Regions from separate parts of the Pan troglodytes genome. Here region 2 is linked to region 1. The links are chromatin contacts, called in public HiChIP or PLAC-seq maps. All regions are on one chromosome and are shown on one strand. Each heading gives the region's core, a stretch centred on a gene start, on an enhancer-like site or on the middle of the called end of the contact. The rest is flanking DNA. Distances are from core to core; before and after follow the strand shown.

Region 1 (5,233 bases), core at 1,040-3,539:
TGGCCATTACCTCATATGTATAGTTATGGCTCTTTTACAATTCTTCTATATTAATTGTCTTATTCATGTTCTTTTTTCATTTTTTAAACAAATTTGAATCCTCATCTTTACTGATTTCTAAGAGCTGTTAATAAATTGAGTCTATTTCCAATCCTTCTCATATATATGAAACCACTTTATTTTCTCCATTTATTTCTTTTTAAATCTATTTTTTTCTGAAGCAAGATTTTTTCAATTTTTCATAGCCAAATTGATCAATAATTTTCTCTACAGTGTCACTTTTACACGGCAATGAAAATAAGATAGAAAAATGTTCCCAATTACAAAAGTAGCAAAACATTTGAGACTATCTAAACTTGAATGAATAGAAATATATTCCATTTTCTTGACGACTAGGAAACTTTGCTTTAATAAATTTCAGTAAAAGAGCTTCCCTAGCAAGTAATGCAAAAATCACTTACTCTGTGAGTTTGCTTTTAACATTTCAAATTATATGTCAATGTGAAATATATTGATTATAATGTGTGAGATGGGAATTTAATCTTAGTTTTTTACTCCAAATGGTTAGTGAGTTGTCCCACAACACTTTTTCAATAATCTATTTAACAATAAGCCTTTCTCAATGATTTGAAATGGCAGCTTTTCATATTATATTCTTGGACATCATCTTTTGTTGGTGCTTAGCTAGCTATTGCTGTGTAACAAACCACCCAAAACTTAGAGGCTTAAAATAATAAAATTCATTATTTCTTGTAGTCTGTATGTTTACTGGGATCAGCTATATGATTTCATCTGGAGCTGAAGTCATCCAGGAACTTCACTGGCCTGGAATGTTCACTCATATGTCTGATGTCTCTAGGCAAGGATGACTGGAAGGCTGGGATAGCTGCATTGCTAGGAAAGATGGGCCTCTCTTTTTCCATGTGGTCTCAGGGCCTCTCACTTCCTACTTCTCCTGGTTTCTCCACTTGGTCTAACAGGTTAGCTGCATGTCTTACATAGCGTCTAAGGACTCTTCAAAGGGCAAAGCTGAAGCTGCCAGGACTTTGTATGGCTTATTTTCTGGAACTGGCACAGTGTGACTTCTGACGCATTCTTTTGGTTAAAGAGAGTCACAGAGTCAGTCAAAGTCAACGTGGGAGGGAAATATACAAGCCTGGAATACTGGGAAGTTTAGTTCATTGGGGGCCATCTTTGAAGACTAGCTACCACCAGTCGCTAATTGTTCTTTTCTGGAATTGAATAATAATACATTATAACTTTGTCAGAAACTTTCATGCCTTCCAATGAGTAAAGTTTTATAAAGTTCTATTTATTCAATATGTATACAATTCATATACAGTCATGCATAATATAAGAATGTTCCAGTCAACGATGTACTGCATATACAACTGTGGTCTCATAAGATTATAATACTGTACGTTTACTGCACCTTCCCTATGTTTACATATGTTTACATACACAAATACCATTGTGTTACCATTGCATATGGTATTCAGGACAGTGACATGCCACACAGGTCTGTAGCCTAGGAGAAATAGGCTATACCATACAGCCTAGGTGTGTAGTAGACTATATCGTCTAGATTTGTGTAAGAACCCTCCATGATGTTCACACAAAGACGAGGTTGCCTAAAGACACATTTCTCAGAGTGTATCCCCATCGTTAAACCATACATGATTGTATGTATTTTCCTTGTGGATGTAAAACTATTTTCTATATTACTCACAATGTATATGAGATAATTCGTGGTATTAAAGTATATTAACTATATTGCTAATTTAAAAAATAACAAATTACTAGACCCATATGAGTTCCTCTTTGTAAAACTGTCAGAAGAATGTGCACCTAATGTTAAACTCGGGTATCTCTGGGAATTGGGGTTACGGCTAATAGATCATTTTCTTCAGAGATATTCTGATTTATTTTCAATCTTCACGTATTGAAAGCCAGCAATGATTTTGTATCCTGTTTGGGAGAAATTTTCTGCAGGTCGTTAGTATTATTCCCTTAATATTCTGCTGGAATATCTTTAGCAGTCATTTTCATTTCGCAGAATTTTCCTTTCTCATCTATAGACTTCGATGAAACGGATATGAAACTTTACTTTTCGTATTGATGATTCACAGCAGTCACCCAAACTCTGTAGTTAAAGCAGAAACTCCTCAAAGATCCCTCAGAGTAGGGCGGTGGCCGCGACGCCTTCTGGGGACTGTGGTCCGGAAAGCCGGCGCGGGGCCCGGGAGAGCCCCGGGAAAGGCGGCCCGGGGGCCTTTCTGCGCATGTGCGGTTCCTGTTTTTTACCTGGACGCCCTTCCGGTTCGCCAGGCTCTTCCGGGTGAGCGTCCTGCAGCCCGTGAATCCCTGGTCCCGCCGAGACTTGGACCTGGTGCGAACTGGAGGCGAAGCGGGTGCACCCACAACCTATAGGAAGGGCTGGCGGCGAGCTCTGAGCACTCGGGCGTCGGAGGGAACGGTGGGGCCGGGCGGAGCTGGCCTCGGGTCTGCGGAGGGTGGACGCGCGCTCTCCCTGTCTTTGGAGGGAGGGTTTCCTGTGGTCGGGAGGCGAGGCAGCCAGGGCAGGATTGGGCTCCTGACCTGCAGGCCACGGGGCGAGCTCTCTCTAGGGCCCCGATTTGCCCGAAGAAGGCGCTTGGTGAAGGTGAAAGGTTTACGCATCCAAGTAGCTAGAGCCTCTTTCCAGAACTTCTGCTGATGCACTTAGTCTTGCAGCCATTGATTACTATAGCTCAGCGAAGTTCAGTTCAACTTTCGGAAGAAGGATGTGAGCTGGAATGGGCAGGGTCAAGATTTGACAGGAAAAGACGCTTCACTGGAGGTATCTGCGAGAGTCCTGGGTTGGAGGGAAGGCGTACTGGTTATAAATAAGGAAATGATGTCTTCATCACTTCCTAAACACATACATGTCATTCCCTACCATCTCCACCCTCTGTTTATTCAGAGCTGCACCAACCATGTTCATCACCTCACCTGGGATTTACTGAGTTTACCCCTTACAGAGCTACACGATAGGGGTAAAGGAAAGACTAAAAACCAATTTATCTTATATTAAAATTACGACTTAGTAAATATTTTTTTCAGTAATGCAGTTTGCTAGTGACAGAGCCAATAACTGAATTCTGGTCCTTTGAGTACCAGGTCAGGGCTTTCGTCATCTACCACATTTACGTTACCTACCACAAGAAGTTTCTTAGTAAAAGGTCCTCTTGTGAAACTGCAGCTAAGGGAAACCAAACTGTCAAAAAGACAAACACCTTAAAGCACTTTCATTCATTCTCTCTGGATTCTGTCATCTCAAGTGGCTAAACACATTAGTAGGAAAACAGGTAAGTGACATAATATCATTTTCCTGTTCCAAGAAATCTTTTAATCCTAGAGTCCATTTTAATGCCAAAATAGTGTTCCAGGCTTTGTATATACTAACTTTCGTTGACCTAGTCTCCTATTAATTGGACTCAGACGTTTTCAATTTTTTTCAAAGGAGGCATAGATTGACAGTAATTCAGTAGAAAACATTTGTTGACACTCAGTAAGAAAAGCTCTATGAGACCATTCTAGAACTATAAATGGACAAGTGAACGTTTCCTCAAGATGTTGCTTCCTGAACCAGACTGGTCAAAGGGCCATGTTTTTAAATGGGTGTGTGGCTTTGTAGGTAATTGTAGAGCTGCTGTGTGAGCCAAATCGCTCATGATTCCATTCCCCATTCTTCCTTACCCAGCTCTGCTTTCAACACTCTTGGCCCTTTCTCAAGAGAACCTGAAAATGAAAAAATTTCAGGTAAGTTGCTCAGGGATTTACTTCTCACATTATACAGTGAATTTCAAGAGGTTTAGAGTAGTTTGCAGATGAAACGAAATGTATAAAATTCAGCATCAGAGAAGAGTATTCGATCAATACTGGAAAAGTGGACATAGATATACAGAAATCATATATTCCTATAGTTACTCAAATGGTTCCAGAAAGGCCCAGACAATATGAGATAGCCCTTACACTGGATTTTTGTGTGGTTTTCCCGTCATTTATATCTAAAAATTTTCTTGGATGATCTTTGAGTAAGTGAAGTAGAGACAGTTCTGCCAAAAACAGCTGAGAAAGAAATGGTATGGGTTTCCTGTGACTTCTATACCCAGGCAGAGCACAGTAATTACAGGGAACCAATCCAGTGTCATCCGAACAGGCAGCATTCTGATGGTTCTCTGTGATGTCTATGATCCACTGATAAGACCTAGAATAAATGGATAAAACCTATAACAAATAGAATAATGTTCCTCAAATAATGCCCCATAACTTTATTTCAGCTATACTTATAAAACAAGTTCTAGACGGAACAATTCAATATTATATTCTGTAGGTAAAACTTCTTCACGTGCCTGTCTCATTTCAACCCACTTGATACAGTCTGGTGTCTGCCCCCACCATTCTGATGGATCTGTTCTGGAAAAATTTAGCAGTAACCTAAATATTTTCAAACCCAATGAGTATCTTTCAGTTCATACTTTACCAAACTCTTTGTTGCATTTGACAGTATGACTGCCCCCTCCCTAATAGGCACCTCTGATAATGTCTGTGGTATCACTCACATGATTCTCTTTGTAGCTCTGTAATCATGTCTTTTTTTTTTTTTTAATTGAGATGAGGTCTCACTATGTTGCCCAGGCTGGTCTCGAACTCCTGGGTTCAAGTGATCCTCCCACCTTGGCCTCCCAAAGTGCACTGATGACAGCTGTGAGCTGCCACACCCAGCTTGTAATCATGTCTTCTTTATATCTTTTATACAATCTTTTGTTTCATGAACATTGCTATTCCATTGTTAGCCCATTATTCTTTCTGATTTTTTTTCATGCCCTTTGTGGTTTTAACTTGTGAGTCTTTATGCTCTGAGATATTTCTGCCTCTGAGGACCTCAGCTTGAGATTCTTGCTGAACATCTCTGTAAGGATGTCTAGAAGGCACATGGAGTCCTCATATCCAACATGGAAATAATACTTACAACTTGCTCAATGTGCTGCTGCTTCTTTTTTCCCTATCAGTGCTGCTTCCATCTGACCAGCGAGACAAGCCAGAAAATGAAGGCCATCTTTTTTTTTTTTTTTTTGAAATGGGCTCTCGCTCTATCACCCAGGCTGGAATGCAGTGGCACGATCTCAGCTCACTGCAAACTCTGCCTCCCGGGTTCACACCATTCTCCTGCCTCAGCCTCCCGGGTTCA
Region 2 (5,233 bases), core at 1,550-4,049, 180 kb before region 1:
TCTCTATTTTGTTTACAGCTCTGTCCCCAGGGCCTAGCACAGTACCTGGCCTATAGTAGTCACTTAATAAATATTTATTAAATTAATTAGTGAATAAATCACTGAATGGGCATCTGGTGCTGGTGGGTGGGAAGTGAAGAAGAGGCCATAGGTTCTCTTTCAGGCTCAGAAAGGGCTAAAAAGTAGACGCCTCCCTCCCCTTTACTGCTTGGCTGTTCTACCCAGAGCTCAGCTGCATATTTTGCAGCCAGAGGTCAAGGCCCCAAAGGGCCATGCTTGGTGTAGTCACCCCAGGCTCACAGCACCTCTCCTCCAGCAAGAGAAATCCTGTGGGACCAGGCCACTGTCCTTGTTCTTTCAGCTCTCAGCCTGTCCCCAGTGCCAACTTGCTCTAGCCATGTGGAGCTGCTGGTCCTTGTCCAACCCAATCCTACCCTGTGTCTGTTCTCACTGCCTGGAACCTGAGCACCCTCCCTCTCCACCCCCTGACTGAGCATTCCAGCACCTGAGAATTTCAATGAAGATGAAGATATGGGAAAATGAGACATGAATTTGACTGAAGCATAAATAGGCACAAAACTTTGGGAGGGTAGTTTGGCTGAGGAGTCGAGTTTCAAAGTGCTTGTCACCTACAACCCAGCAATATCACTTGTAGAAAGATGTCCTCAGAAACATTCATGTGTGCAAAGATGGCTGGATAAGCCTGCTCACTGCAGCACTGTTTATAACAGACAACAAAACAAAAAAAAAAATGAAACAAAACTGGAGAAGTAACATTGTTAAAATGTCCTACAGATTCCATGTAATTCTTATCAATATTCCAATGACATTTTTGTAGAAATAAAAAATTCTAAAATTTATATAGAATCATAATAGACTCCATATAGTCAAAGCAATCTTGAGCAAAAAGAACAAAGCTGGAGGCATCATATTGCCTGACTTCAAAATATACTACAAAGTTATTGTAATCAAAACAGCATGTCACTGGCATAAAAACAGGCACATAGACCAATGGAACAGAATAGAGAGCCCAGAAATAAATCCACACACTATAGTCAATTGAGTTTCATCAAACACGCCAAGAACACGTAATGGAGAAAGGACAGTCTTTTCTATAAATGGTGTTGGGACAACTGGATATTCATGTGAAAGAATTTAGACTCTTATCTTACATCACATGCAGAAATCAACTCAAAATGGATTAGACTGAAATGTAAGAGCCAAAACTATAAAACCTTATAAGAAAACAGGGACAAAATGTCATGGCATTGGCCTTAGCAACGATTTTTTGTGTAGGACTCTCAAAACACAGGCAGCAAAAGTGAAAATAGACAAATGGAATTGCATCAAACTAAAACATTTCTGCACAGTCAAGAAAAAAGAAAAAAAAAGAGTGAAAAGACAAACTACAGAATGGGAGAAAATTTTTGCAAACCATACATCTGATGAGGGGTTAATATCCAAATATATAAGGAATACAATCCAATAGTAAGAAAGGACAAAACCTGAATTAAAAGTAGGCAAAAGATCCAAAGAAATCTTTCTCAAAAGAAGACATAAAAATGGACAACGGGTATATTAAAAAAAATGCTCAACATCACTAATCATCAGAGAAATGCAAATTAAACCCACAATGAGATATCACCTCTGACCTGTTAGAATCGCTATTTTAAAATATAAGAAAGATAATAAGTGTTGGCAAGGATGTGGAGAAAAGGGAACCGTTGCACCCTGTTGATAGGAATGTAAATTAGTACAGACATTATGGACAACAGTATGGAGGTTCTTCAAAAAATTAAAAATAGAACTACCTTATGATCCAGCAACCCTACTACTGGGTACATATCCAAAGGAAACAAAATCAGTATATTGAAGAGATGTCTGCAGTCCCATGTTAATTGCAGCATCATTCACAATTCTCAATCTGAGTGCCCATCACTAAATGAATGGATAAAAATATGGTACATTTATACACACAATGGGATACTATTCAGCCTTTAAAAAGAATGGAATGCTGTCATTTACAGCAACATGGATGGAACAGGAGGATATTGTGTTAAATGAAATAAGCCAGGCACAGAAAGACAAATATCCCATGATCTCACTTATATGAGGAAGGTAAGAAAAGTTGAACTCATGCAAGCAGAGTAGAATGATGGTTACCAAGCGGTGGGGTAGGGGGAGGGAGATAGGAAGGATTTTGAGATGTTGGTCAAAGGATACAAAATTTCAGGTAGATAGGAGGGAACATTCATGAAATCTATTGCACGACATGGTGACTATAGATAATAACAATGTGTTGTATTCTTGAAAAATGCTAAGATAATAGATTTTAAGTGTCCTCACCCCCGAAATGATCAGTATGTTAGGTAATGTTAACTAGCTGGATTTAGCCATTCCACAATGTATACATATTTCAAAACATGTTACTTACGATAAACACATACAATTTTTACTTTTCCTTATGTACATCTTCATCTGGCTGTTCATTTTTATCTTTTATACTATCTTTTATAATAAACTGGCAATAGTAAGTAAAGTGTTTTCCTGAAAAACAACAAACTGGAAACAACTGTTTAGCAACAAGAAACTGCCTGACCAGGTAGAAGGACGTGGTAGCTCTGTATGTATTGATATGGAATATAGTCTGAGATAAATCGTTTAGGAAAATGAAAAGCAAGTTGCCAAAGAACCCACAGTATGATGTCATTTATGTTGGAAAAAACGCCACAACGATGTGTGAGTGCGCACACTGAATAAAAGAAAATTCTGGAAAGGAACTAACGGCCAGCAGTGTCACAAGGGGGATAGGTAGTTTATTTATTTATGTGTGCGTGTGCAAAGTTCCGTATTGTAAGAATTTGCTACAGCCTGTGTTATTATAAGCTTTGTAATGAAACAGGTAGAAATTGAAAAAGTGTAATTATTCCCAATTCAGTTTAGGTTCTGTCTCCGGAAGATTTTCCCGGATTCCCCAGCCCCCACTCCCCACCCCATCTTACCACCCCCTCTGCCATCTCTGAGTCTCAATTTTCTTTTCTGTAAGGATTTTCATCATTTAACCTTATTTCTTCTGAATGCACTAAATGGTAGTTATCCTAGCACTTAAGAGGATGTCGGAAACATGGTTCATTGTCTGACCCTTCCAACCCTGACTTGTATGAGTACATTTTGGGGGGAATGTAGGAGTCAGGGGAAGAGGAGTTCCAAAAAGAGACTACTAGAGGGTGCAGCTGTCCCGGAAGAGACTTCTGAAGAGAGCAAAGTGCGTCCGACGTTTTTCTCGAGAGGCGCCGAAGTTTTCCGGAAAGAGACGACCAACTGAGAGGTGGGCCCCCAAAGCCGGCTGCGAGAGTCACCGAAGATTTCCGGAGAGCCAAGGAGTCGGGAAGAGCCACTTACTGAGCGTTGCCGAACGTGTACGGAGATAGCCGAAGAGGCGGAAGGCGGGGCCACAGAGCCCTTCCTGCAGGGAACCTAAGGCTTCAGAGAGCCGAAAAGTTGGCAGGCGTAACCACTTACAGGCCGGAAGTGTGCGGGGTGGACGCATTCGGGTAGCCGAAGAAGTCCCAGGATTGCCGAAGAAGTCCCAGGATTTCCGAAGCGAGCCGAAGCATCGCGACAGTTTTCAGAGACAGCTGATCGGTTGGAGCTGTTGCGCCGAGCACAGTCATGGCGGCGGCCAGAGCTACTACGCCGGCCGATGGCGAGGATCCCGCCCCGGAGGCTGAGGCTCTGGCCGCAGCCCGGGAGCGGAGCAGCCGCTTCTTGAGCGGCCTGGAGCTGGTGAAGCAGGGTGCCGAGGCGCGCGTGTTCCGTGGCCGCTTCCAGGGCCGCGCGGCGGTGATCAAGCACCGCTTCCCCAAGGGCTACCGGCACCCGGCGCTGGAGGCGCGGCTTGGCCGACGGCGGACGGTGCAGGAGGCCCGGGCGCTCCTCCGCTGCCGCCGCGCTGGTAAGGTGGGCCGGGATCCCGGCGTGGGCGGCCCCGAGGCTCTGGGGCCTGGGCGGGTGAGGGACTCCCCTGCGCTCCGAAGCTCGATTTGACTCAGTTTCTCCTTCTGTGCCTTCTGCCGTGGCCGGCCTTTCGGAAATGTTATTCTTTCATCCCTTTCTTCATTCGTTAAGTCTTAAGAAACCACGTGGCCATGCAGCGTCAAGCTTTTGTCCTGAGGCCGTTCTGCCTGGTTCAAATCTGGGATCTGTCATTATTGCTCAATGTTGAACATGTTTAACTTCCCTGAGCCTTGGTTTCCCCATTTGACTCGTTTCAATTTTCGATCATTATCTTTCCATTTATTAGTTTTAAGAAACATGTAATGACAAGTACTTGCCCCACTGGAGCCAGGCTCCCTGGGTTGAAATACTAACTCTGCTGCTTATGTAGCCTTTCAACAAGTTATTTAGCCTCTCAGCCTCGGTTTTCTCACCTGTAAAATGGGAGACATAGTAGCAGTATCCATGTCATAGGGATGTTGTGACCATTAGAGGCGGTATGTGTGTCACGTATTATCTTCGAATGTGTGCCTGGCACATAGTGCCCGATAAATGTTGGATTTCATTAAATTGCCTATTTTTTCATTAAACATCATTGTGCGCCAGCACCATAAACTTTGTCCTCAGATGAGAAAGTGACACTCAGAGAGAAGTAACTTGCCCAAGGTTACACGGTTACTAAGTGGCCGGTCCAGGCCCTCAGCTCCTTATGCCTCTGACTCAGAAGCCCTGGCTTTTTACTTTTACGCTTCTTGCCTTTCTTTTATCAGTATTTTTTAGGTACCAGTGGGTACCAGGACATTGTTAAGTGCTGGGAGATCTGGGTGGGGGATATTCAGTAGCCAACAAGCGGACACATTGCTGCCCTTTCAGAGTCTTAAGATTTCATGAAGTTATTTGTGTATTCATATTTCTGTTTTCAGCCTCATGATCTGTTTCGTTAAGCAGAGATTGTATTATAGCTGGCTTGTTTATTGCTGTATCCCCATTGATAACATCTCTCAGTTTCTAGAAAAGTATACTGAGTCTGGTTGACTTTCAGTAAAGATTCATTAAGTTTATTGGAGCTATTGTTCCTTGTATGGTAGCAGAAACTGAGGCTTAGAGAAGTTAATGTAATTTTAAGATTAGATTAGACAATTAATAAGAAAAGGAGCTGGGATTTGAACCCTGTCCTCTCTGACTACGAAGATGAACCTCGAAGCCAGCACACTGCTTGGCCTCCTGTTTGTGTCCT

The links. HiChIP or PLAC-seq counts read pairs in DNA pulled down with a chosen protein or histone mark.
Region 2: a contact with region 1 is called in an H3K4me3 HiChIP or PLAC-seq map of stem cell-derived excitatory neurons, with 5 times the contacts expected there. The contact joins the promoter of TP53RK here to the promoter of ZNF334 in region 1. A contact is called at or near these places in 5 of 7 Hi-C or Micro-C datasets (blood, induced pluripotent stem cells, a lymphoblastoid cell line and 1 more) and 1 of 1 datasets of contacts at active chromatin or transcription factors (stem cell-derived excitatory neurons).

Annotation. Positions count from the first base shown.
Region 1 is chr21:52,772,893-52,778,125 of NHGRI_mPanTro3-v2.0_pri, reverse strand. It overlaps ZNF334 (zinc finger protein 334), which reads left to right and starts at 2,289. Exons shown (of 10, transcript XR_010154066.1): 1 at 2,289-3,347; 2 at 3,743-3,801.
Region 2 is chr21:52,949,397-52,954,629 of NHGRI_mPanTro3-v2.0_pri, reverse strand. It overlaps TP53RK (TP53 regulating kinase), which reads left to right and starts at 2,799. Exons shown (of 2, transcript XM_514697.9): 1 at 2,799-3,955. The coding sequence starts at 3,673.